Linked DNA regions of Zea mays: regions 2 and 3 are each linked to region 1. Evidence: chromatin contacts called from public Hi-C data. All regions are on one chromosome and are shown on one strand. Each heading gives the region's core, a stretch centred on a gene start, on an enhancer-like site or on the middle of the called end of the contact. The rest is flanking DNA. Distances are from core to core; before and after follow the strand shown. Region 1 has its middle 9.9 kb from the start of LOC100383369. Region 2 holds the start of LOC542567 (aldehyde dehydrogenase 2). Region 3 holds the start of LOC100383935.

What was found. A called contact is a pair of places that touch in the nucleus more often than the background predicts.
Region 2: a contact with region 1 is called in a Hi-C map of bundle sheath, with 1.7 times the contacts expected there. The contact joins the promoter of LOC542567 here to the enhancer-like site in region 1. A contact is called at or near these places in 2 of 25 Hi-C or Micro-C datasets (bundle sheath and endosperm).
Region 3: a Hi-C map of leaf shows a contact between it and region 1, with 3 times the contacts expected there. The contact joins the promoter of LOC100383935 here to the enhancer-like site in region 1. A contact is called at or near these places in 2 of 25 Hi-C or Micro-C datasets (leaf and tassel).

The regions. Positions count from the first base shown.
Region 1 is chr4:170,900,307-170,903,006 of Zm-B73-REFERENCE-NAM-5.0, reverse strand. No RefSeq gene overlaps it. Among protein-coding and RNA genes, the nearest start is that of LOC100383369, 9.9 kb to the left of the region's middle. Within about 2 kb of position 1,261, at least 10 of the 20 cell types and tissues checked have an H3K27ac peak or open chromatin away from gene starts, as enhancers often do. A contact at or near this core is called in bundle sheath and leaf, where this site is marked.
Region 2 is chr4:171,053,994-171,056,693 of Zm-B73-REFERENCE-NAM-5.0, reverse strand. LOC542567 (aldehyde dehydrogenase 2) reads left to right here and starts at 1,253. Exons shown (of 9, transcript NM_001112106.2): 1 at 1,253-1,492; 2 at 1,791-1,925; 3 at 2,018-2,160; 4 at 2,258-2,641. The coding sequence starts at 1,378.
Region 3 is chr4:170,746,547-170,749,246 of Zm-B73-REFERENCE-NAM-5.0, reverse strand. It overlaps LOC100383935, which reads left to right and starts at 1,354. Exons shown (of 4, transcript NM_001176554.1): 1 at 1,354-1,519; 2 at 1,610-1,679. The coding sequence starts at 1,408.

The sequences.
Region 1 (2,700 bases), core at 12-2,511:
TCAAGAACAGTACCACAGGATGAGGCGCATGGAGGATGCTATGACGAGTTCGTGAGAGGTCTAGGTCGTCGTCTCCCAGTCAACTTTGGGTTGCTGGACCGTTGTCTCCTTATAATGTACTTATTTATTTATTTATTTTGTATAGAACTTCTGTTATGTAGTAAAGATGTGACATTCGATCCTGTGCCATTATTCATCATATGTGTGAGACTTGGTCCCAGCACACCTGGTGTTTATGTTCGCGCCCGGGTCTTGGTGCCCGAAATCCGGATGTGACATGCATGGATCTTTTTGCTGCCGGTGCCGGCCACCGCAGTGGACCGTCGTGAAAAGCAAAGCAATGGACGGGAAGGCCTTATTGTGTTTATCACTCCTTTTTTCCTTTTTCTTCCACTCCCACTCGCGAAAGGCTAATTTTTTTGCTCCCTTTCTTTCTGACACGAGGTGACGCTTCCACATCCCGCGCACTCGATTAGCCGGCCCTAGAGCATTGTTTGAACATATGTCAATAAATGCATAGCAGCGATTTCGATCAAAAAAAAAATCCGTCCACTCTACCCTTTTTCCCTTTGTGGACTGTTCGTTTGCGCCGGATTTCACCTGATCAAACTTTATACAAACCAGATAAATAATCCAGCTAGAAATCGAAGTTACTATATCGTGCAATGTCAAGCCACACCGTGTATATTACAGCTAATAGAGGGACTGACTACCATTGACAGAGAAAGAACCAGAGCATCGAGTTTGGATTTTCTCTCTCTCTCTTTTGTATGCGCAATTATGCACCAATTTCGTTTTCTCTGATAAAAGTGACGCCGCAACAAATGTTTTGTCAAGATGTACTTGGTGAAGCGTGTAAAATACAAGACGTGACACTATAGATGATATTGTTTACATACCATTATCATTTGGTTGTTTGTCTGCATCATTTTGACCTGAGAATTACCGCGTGCATTAACTTTATATAGGCTCACATATGTTTGGTTACCTGTAAGCGGGAGACGTGGTCTATACGGACAGATGCAAAACAAACCGTTTTAGGACTATTTGGTTGCATCTGCTCGTACGGCCGTTTCAGCCGTAGCCTTGCGTGAATAGTGAAGTTTAAAATAAGAAATTAGATTGTAGATATGACAGATGATCCGCTATAGATGACCTCTCATATAGTTCCAAATTTTGGCTGATAATGCAGCTGGCATGGAAATCGCTTTCGCGAATAAAAAAAAAACTGGATTGGACAGCTGAAAGAAACTGTGCTTATCTAGTTATCTGCACCTGGACGTCGCTCTCTGCCTTTCTGTAGTGAATGGATGCGTGCAGCTCTACTGTGTAAAAATCGATCCTACGACCCATTTTTTCTTGTTCAAAACACACAGTACACAGACATTTATATATTCTCGCACGTATTCATAAAGAGCATCTAGTGTTGATGTATTCAATCGATTAATCTTGAAATTGCCGAAGCCGTCGCAGATATTTCGCTGTCCGGACAAATATGTGCATGTCAACCACCGGTCGAAATTGTTACTGTGCGCGCTAATTTGCTTGTTCTAACTTGATGTATTGCATGACTGGAGAGAGTATTCTACTTCAAAAAAAAAAAACTAGAGAATCATACTTTCTTTTGAGATGGCGACAATTATACTATCAATGGGCGCCGGTGGATATATTTGAATAGAATGATGTTCCAGTGAGCTGTTTCTTGCTAGCATACCCGGTTTAGATCTGATTCTGAAAAGCGATTCTTTTGGCAGCTTGCACGGGAGACACCCGTTGGAAAATAAAATGATAAGATACGTATGTTGACCTAGCTAACTGCTCTTATGTACGAAACCGTATACAGCTTGCCTACAATTGTCTACAAGTGATTACAGAACTCACTCTTGACGCCAATGTGGGCAGCTCCAATCACTCCGGGTGTATCGCCTGACGGTGCTCTCTACGGCGGCGCGGACGGTCCGCGGCTCTGGGCCGAACGGCCCGCGACCTAGGCGCAGGAGCGACACCTTCCTAACATCGCACCGGACGGTCCGCGATGACGTAGGGTCGTTTTCCTCCTCCTCGCTGGAACTAGATCTCGCCCCTGGGGAAAGAGATCTTAGGACGCCCTGGATCGACAGATCACCAGGAGCGTCCCCAGACGACGTGGAGTTGCATAGAAATTAAGAGATGAATTCAAGAAAGAGGCCTGGGGTGGATAACTAGATTTTGCCCCCATAGAGGGGTAAAATCCTAGAGTCGTCTTGGGTCGGCAGGTCAACCAAGACGGATCTAGACGACATAGAGTCGAATAGGGGTGGAGGTGGATATGCGGAAGACTATAACTAGAAATACGCTATATCTACTCCTAAGATAGGAATGATAAAGAAAGTAATTGGTTCGATTGGAATGTGTTTGGGCTATCAATTGGTCGTACCCCTTTATATTTATAGGGAATGATGTTTGGACCTGTTCCTAGGAGATGCCAACAACTCTCACGTGATTAGATAGATAACCACGCACAAGATAAGGATAATTACCTAAGTTGATTTGATCGCGGGGCTACGAACTATCCGAGCCCTAGGACCGGACCATCGGCCACTTTTGGTGCTGAAAGGAAAAGAGTTCACTTTAACTTTCGTATGAAGAGTTAGAAGTTGTGTCTCGCCATGTCGAATACAAAACACCACTCTAAGTAGGGTTCAAGTTGTTATTTAAAAA
Region 2 (2,700 bases), core at 4-2,503, 150 kb before region 1:
TACGAGATTTTGGCCTTGCATACGCGGCCTGTCTTTCGGATTTGCTTTGCGCCTTGTCGAATTTTATTTGGCCGTATAGACCGATCAGTGTGGGCACGGTTCATTGTAGCTGGACTGCCTCCGCCCGCCCTCCACTGTGAGTTCCGGCTTTGTTTTTCACGTGAGCTCGCCATGAAAGGCTGTGGAACGATCTGTGCTGCTTACTCCACGCAGTACAGTACTTATGGCGACATCCGTCGTAATCGTCGAACCGGATTCGTCTTACTCATACGCTTCAGGATTCAAGAGCCACGAAAGCAAGAGTCGTCGTCGTGGATAAAGTAAATTACCTGACAATTCTTTTTTTTCCCTTGTTCGCACGTGGTGCAAGCTAAACTTTGCCCACCAATGTATGTTTTTATATATTTATCCTGAACAATTGGTTGCGACCGGGATTTAAAATGTTTTTATTCAACTCTACAGTTGAATGCTCGTGCATTAGACGACGGGCGGGCCCATGAGCTACGTCACCGACGAATACAACCAGATATCGAAAATAGCGAAAGGGGGAAAAGAATCCACGCTTGAGAACGAACTGCATGCGCGCGAAGTGAAACATTCGGCTGTACGTTCGTAGTGGAAAATAAAACTGGGCCAGAGCAATACCTGAAGATTTGGATGACAGATTTGAAACACGCTGGGGGGATATTTTTAGGGGTTGCTTGGTTTCTAGTGACTAATTTTTAGTCTTTCTATTTTATTCTCTAAATTACCAAATTCGGAAACTAAAACCCCCCTTAATTGGACTTTCTAGCCTACTTTAGCTTCCAATGTTTGCGTTCTAAAATTATCCCGCCCACCTTGTGGATTTGATAGGCAGAGCTCCTGCCGTTTTCGTTCAAAAAAAAATCCAATCATTTGTTTTTTTAGTATCATAAATATCAATCGCTTTTTTGTGAAAGACAAATACAAAAGCTTAATAGTCTTACAAATGTCTTTAAATCAATAAACCAAAAAAATTGTCTTAAAAAATTTTATGCAGTACATTTGTCTTTGTGGCGGCGATGGTCACCTACACGCTTGTGCTCCCATAACTGTCTAGTACTACTGATAGAGCACAACACTGTCATGCATTCCCATTCCTTTATTTATCTGGACGTGCGCCGTCAGCAAGATGGCAACTACTCCGGCGCTGTCACGCGACCCTGCTTCCCGTCCCGAGCTCGACGCTGGCCTGATATATAGCATTGGAGTTTGTTGGACCTTTGGTGGCTAGTCCCGTCCAAAAGAATCGCAACTCGCAAGGCAGCAGAGAGCGAAGGAGGCCAAGGCCATCGCTCTCCTAGCCTCGGAGACTTGCCTTTGCATACACATCCCCCCGGAGGGCGGTGTGAGGGCATGGCTGCAACCGTGAGGAGGGCTGCTTCCTCCGTCCTCTCTCGCTTCCTCCTCACAAAGCCTTCGCCTTCGCCTGCTTCTGCCGCCGGCAATAAGTCCGCTCTCCTCGGAGCAGGTGACGGTCTCTATGGACCCTATTATTTTCTTGGTTCATCTCTGCCCGTGATCGCAATCGAGCTCTGGTACTGGAACTGCAAGGGATGTCTTGGCTTGGCTTGGCTTACCATTTTCCTGTTGCCGTTTCAATCACCTTATCTCCGATAGATCACGCGCCTACCATGCGCCAACGAACTAGTTTGAAGCTACTAAGAAATTGTTCCGTCAGTCCATGGATTCTCCTTTCATCAGCGATTTGTGATTCACGCTCTCGCTGAAACTTTTGGCTCGACTCACTGGACGCGATCTGCTGCCAGGGGCTGCTGCTCTTCACAGGTTCAGCACCGCACCGGCATCCGCGGCCGCGGCCGCAGAGGAGCCGATCCAGCCCGCGGTGGAGGTGAAGCACACCCAGCTCCTCATCAATGGCAACTTCGTCGACGCTGCTTCTGGTACGTACGTACGTACGCACGCACAGCAAGCTTATTGCCTTGGGCCTGTCCTGCCGACGGCGTCTCAGCGACCGACGTGTGCCTTTCGCCAGGGAAGACGTTCCCGACGCTGGACCCGCGCACCGGCGAGGTCATCGCGCGCGTCGCCGAGGGCGACAGCGAGGACATCGACCGCGCCGTGGCCGCCGCCCGCAGGGCCTTCGACGAGGGCCCGTGGCCGAGGATGACCGCCTACGTACGTACGCGCGCAGCAGCAGAACCCGGCGCTGCCTCCATTCCATGTCGGTAGGGAGCTACACGCTGACGGACGGCAGCTCACGCATGGTTTTCAGGAGCGGTGCCGCGTGCTGCTGCGCTTCGCGGACCTGATCGAGCGGCACGCGGAGGAGGTCGCGGCGCTGGAGACGTGGGACAACGGCAAGACGCTGGCGCAGGCGGCGGGGGCCGAGGTGCCCATGGTGGCGCGGTGCGTCCGGTACTACGCCGGGTGGGCGGACAAGATCCACGGCCTGGTGGCGCCGGCCGACGGCGCGCACCACGTGCAGGTGCTGCACGAGCCGGTCGGCGTGGCCGGCCAGATCATCCCCTGGAACTTCCCGCTGCTCATGTTCGCCTGGAAGGTCGGCCCGGCGCTCGCCTGCGGCAACACCGTCGTCCTCAAGACCGCCGAGCAGACGCCGCTCTCCGCGCTCTACGTGGCCAACCTCCTCCACGAGGTCGGCTAGCGTCAGTCACACGTCCCCGAACGAGGTCTCGGCACCTCGATCCTGAACTA
Region 3 (2,700 bases), core at 105-2,604, 150 kb after region 1:
ATCTCATCTTCTATTTTAAACCATATTATATAAATAATGTAATCTGCAGTATAAATCCTCTATTTTACACAATCTATTATGGACATTGTTACTACTGCTTGCCTCTTTCGTATAAAGGGCGTGTTTGGTGTGTGGCGTGTGGCGCCACTCCACACCTAAGTTGCGGCGGCCGAATCGGCCTCCACAACTGTGACGTGAAAAGTGTGGTCGGTGGCAGCGGCTTAGGCCAACTACCAAACACGCCCAAAGGCTTCTACTTCTAGTTATCAGGACTAAACACAACACACATATTTAGACGTCGGATATTATGATACCCAACAAACTAAACAAATATAAGAGCTCACCTATTTTTACTATGAGTACATCTCTAGTAGCTTATTCATCCTTATCTTTATATTCAAACTATACTCTATGAAAATACAGTCTACAGTGCAAAATAATGTTTTAGGTGACCATATAAATATATGGCTGAAACGGTTCTTATAGCATGAGTCCTGATCATCCGACACCAAAAAAATCATATATTTTTTATAACTTTTTAATTATTTAACAAAAATAAACATGAATAAATCTACTCCAGTCATATGTTATATGATTAACATAAAAATTGTACTATATATCAAGCATAAATGATTAGATCATTATAAAAATTATCACAATTGAACCACACAAAATATAGCTATGAATTAATCATAGAAATATATATATTTAGAAGCTATAGCAAAAACTTTATACTTAAATATAACCTATCATATGTTTAGTGTGTATACACCATGTAGAATCTAATAAATTTAGATTTTTATTTTATCATTTTCTATGGTATATTATAAATTTTTAAAAGATTTAGTCAAAATAAATATAAATATAAAAACACTTAGAAAAACCATATGTTCGGTTTTAGGAGATGATAGAGAAGTTGAGCGAGATTTTTTCCCAAATATAGTTGATCGGGTGTAAAATAGATTTTCTTTCTTTATTCTTAGTTCTTAAAGTATCTCCAAAAGACTATTTTTGGCTCTATATTTGACCATATATTTAATTTTTATAAAGATTACATTTTATATATAGCATCTTACTCCAACAGACTATCGATTTAATTTAGATATTCAGGTGACTAGCCAAATTTGATTAATAAGAAAGCTAATTTAGAGATTCAAATAGTTTGACGAGTTAGATAGTTAATCTGTTAGAAAGTTGTTTTAATATTTAGTAGTCAAAATTTAGCTTAATTGATTATTTAGCTAGTTTTTTGAAGATGCTATTAGTACTTGTGATTTGCAAAGGTGCCGCGTGGACCCGACCTGCCATTTTATAGCAACTTCAGTGAGTAAGCTTTCGCTAAAACCCTAGCTCCAAAAAACGAACTAGAAACGACCGCGAAGCCACAGGTCGAAGGCGGCGGCGGCGATGGGGAGCGACACGGAGACGGAGAAGAAGGCCTCGGTGGCGCTGATGTCCATCGCGAAACCCCTCGCTGGAAAGAAGCTCTGCAAGCGGACCCTCAAGCTCGTGCGACGAGGTTCGTCAGACTTTCTTCCTCGCCCACGCTCAATTAGATTCCGTGTTTGCCCCATTCGGTGATGTGATTTAGTTCTTGGTGAATTTGCAGCCTCCGAGGCGAAGTGCCTCAAGCGCGGAGTCAAAGAGGTAGTCAAGAGCATTCGCCGCGGGAACAAAGGGTAAGTCAAATCTAGCTGCGACGTATTCAGCTCTTCTCTTGGGCTGAGCTCCCTTGATCCCATAAACTGTCTAACCGAAGAAAAATATCTGGAGACATTCCTTCCAGCTACCCCTGATACGAAGGCTTACAGTACAACCATTATGTCATAATTTGGACTAAATAAAAATATGACCTAGAGCAGGAATGAGATAAGTCATGATGTAGGATAGCAATATGCAAGGAGACAACTATATCATACATGGTCCAGTGAGCCTAACCTATTTAGAAGAATGTGATGCCCATTGATCACGCAGTGGTGCATATTTATATTTTAAATCCTTTCTACTGGGTATCCCCTCTCCTCCATAGCTTTGATGTGTCGACTTCTTTTATGGGAGATTGGTACCCCCCCCCTCTCTCTCTTCTCTGGTGGGTGGAGGCAATCGGCAGACATGAACAGGTGCATGTGGCCAAGGAAACCGGTCAAAGCAGTTAGACTACTGAGATTTTAATGGCACTTAGAGCATCTCCAACGGCTCTTGATTTATTAGCTCCTAATACCTTCAGATTGGAAGCTTCCTAACAACATTTAGATCCAAATAAAAACCATTCTCCAACGGATTCCTATATATCTCCCAAAAAACATTGTAACTACTCCTGCCCGCACCGCATCTGTTCTCTTTCCTTCCGTCATCTCCTTTTTGCTCTGTCCGTCAGCGAGAGTATGAAAAAGTTTTATCTTAGATTGCGAAACTACCTCAGCGAGACCCAACGAAAACAAGATTTCCCAAATGAATGCCTCCAAAACATTGCAAGAAAGGGGAAAAAAGGAGAGCGCAAGGTGCAACTGCTCTTTGACCCAGTGCTTTTCATTCTTGTTCCTGTTCCTTCACGTCTAATTCCCCCATGGAACACTGGTTGGGGAGGACTCTGCTGCAAGTGAAGGATGATCTGACGTCTACAGAAACACAGGTCATGGATTGGTGACAGGAATAAATGCAAGAACGAAATGATCCCAGAACGCGACGGAGGCGGTGAGA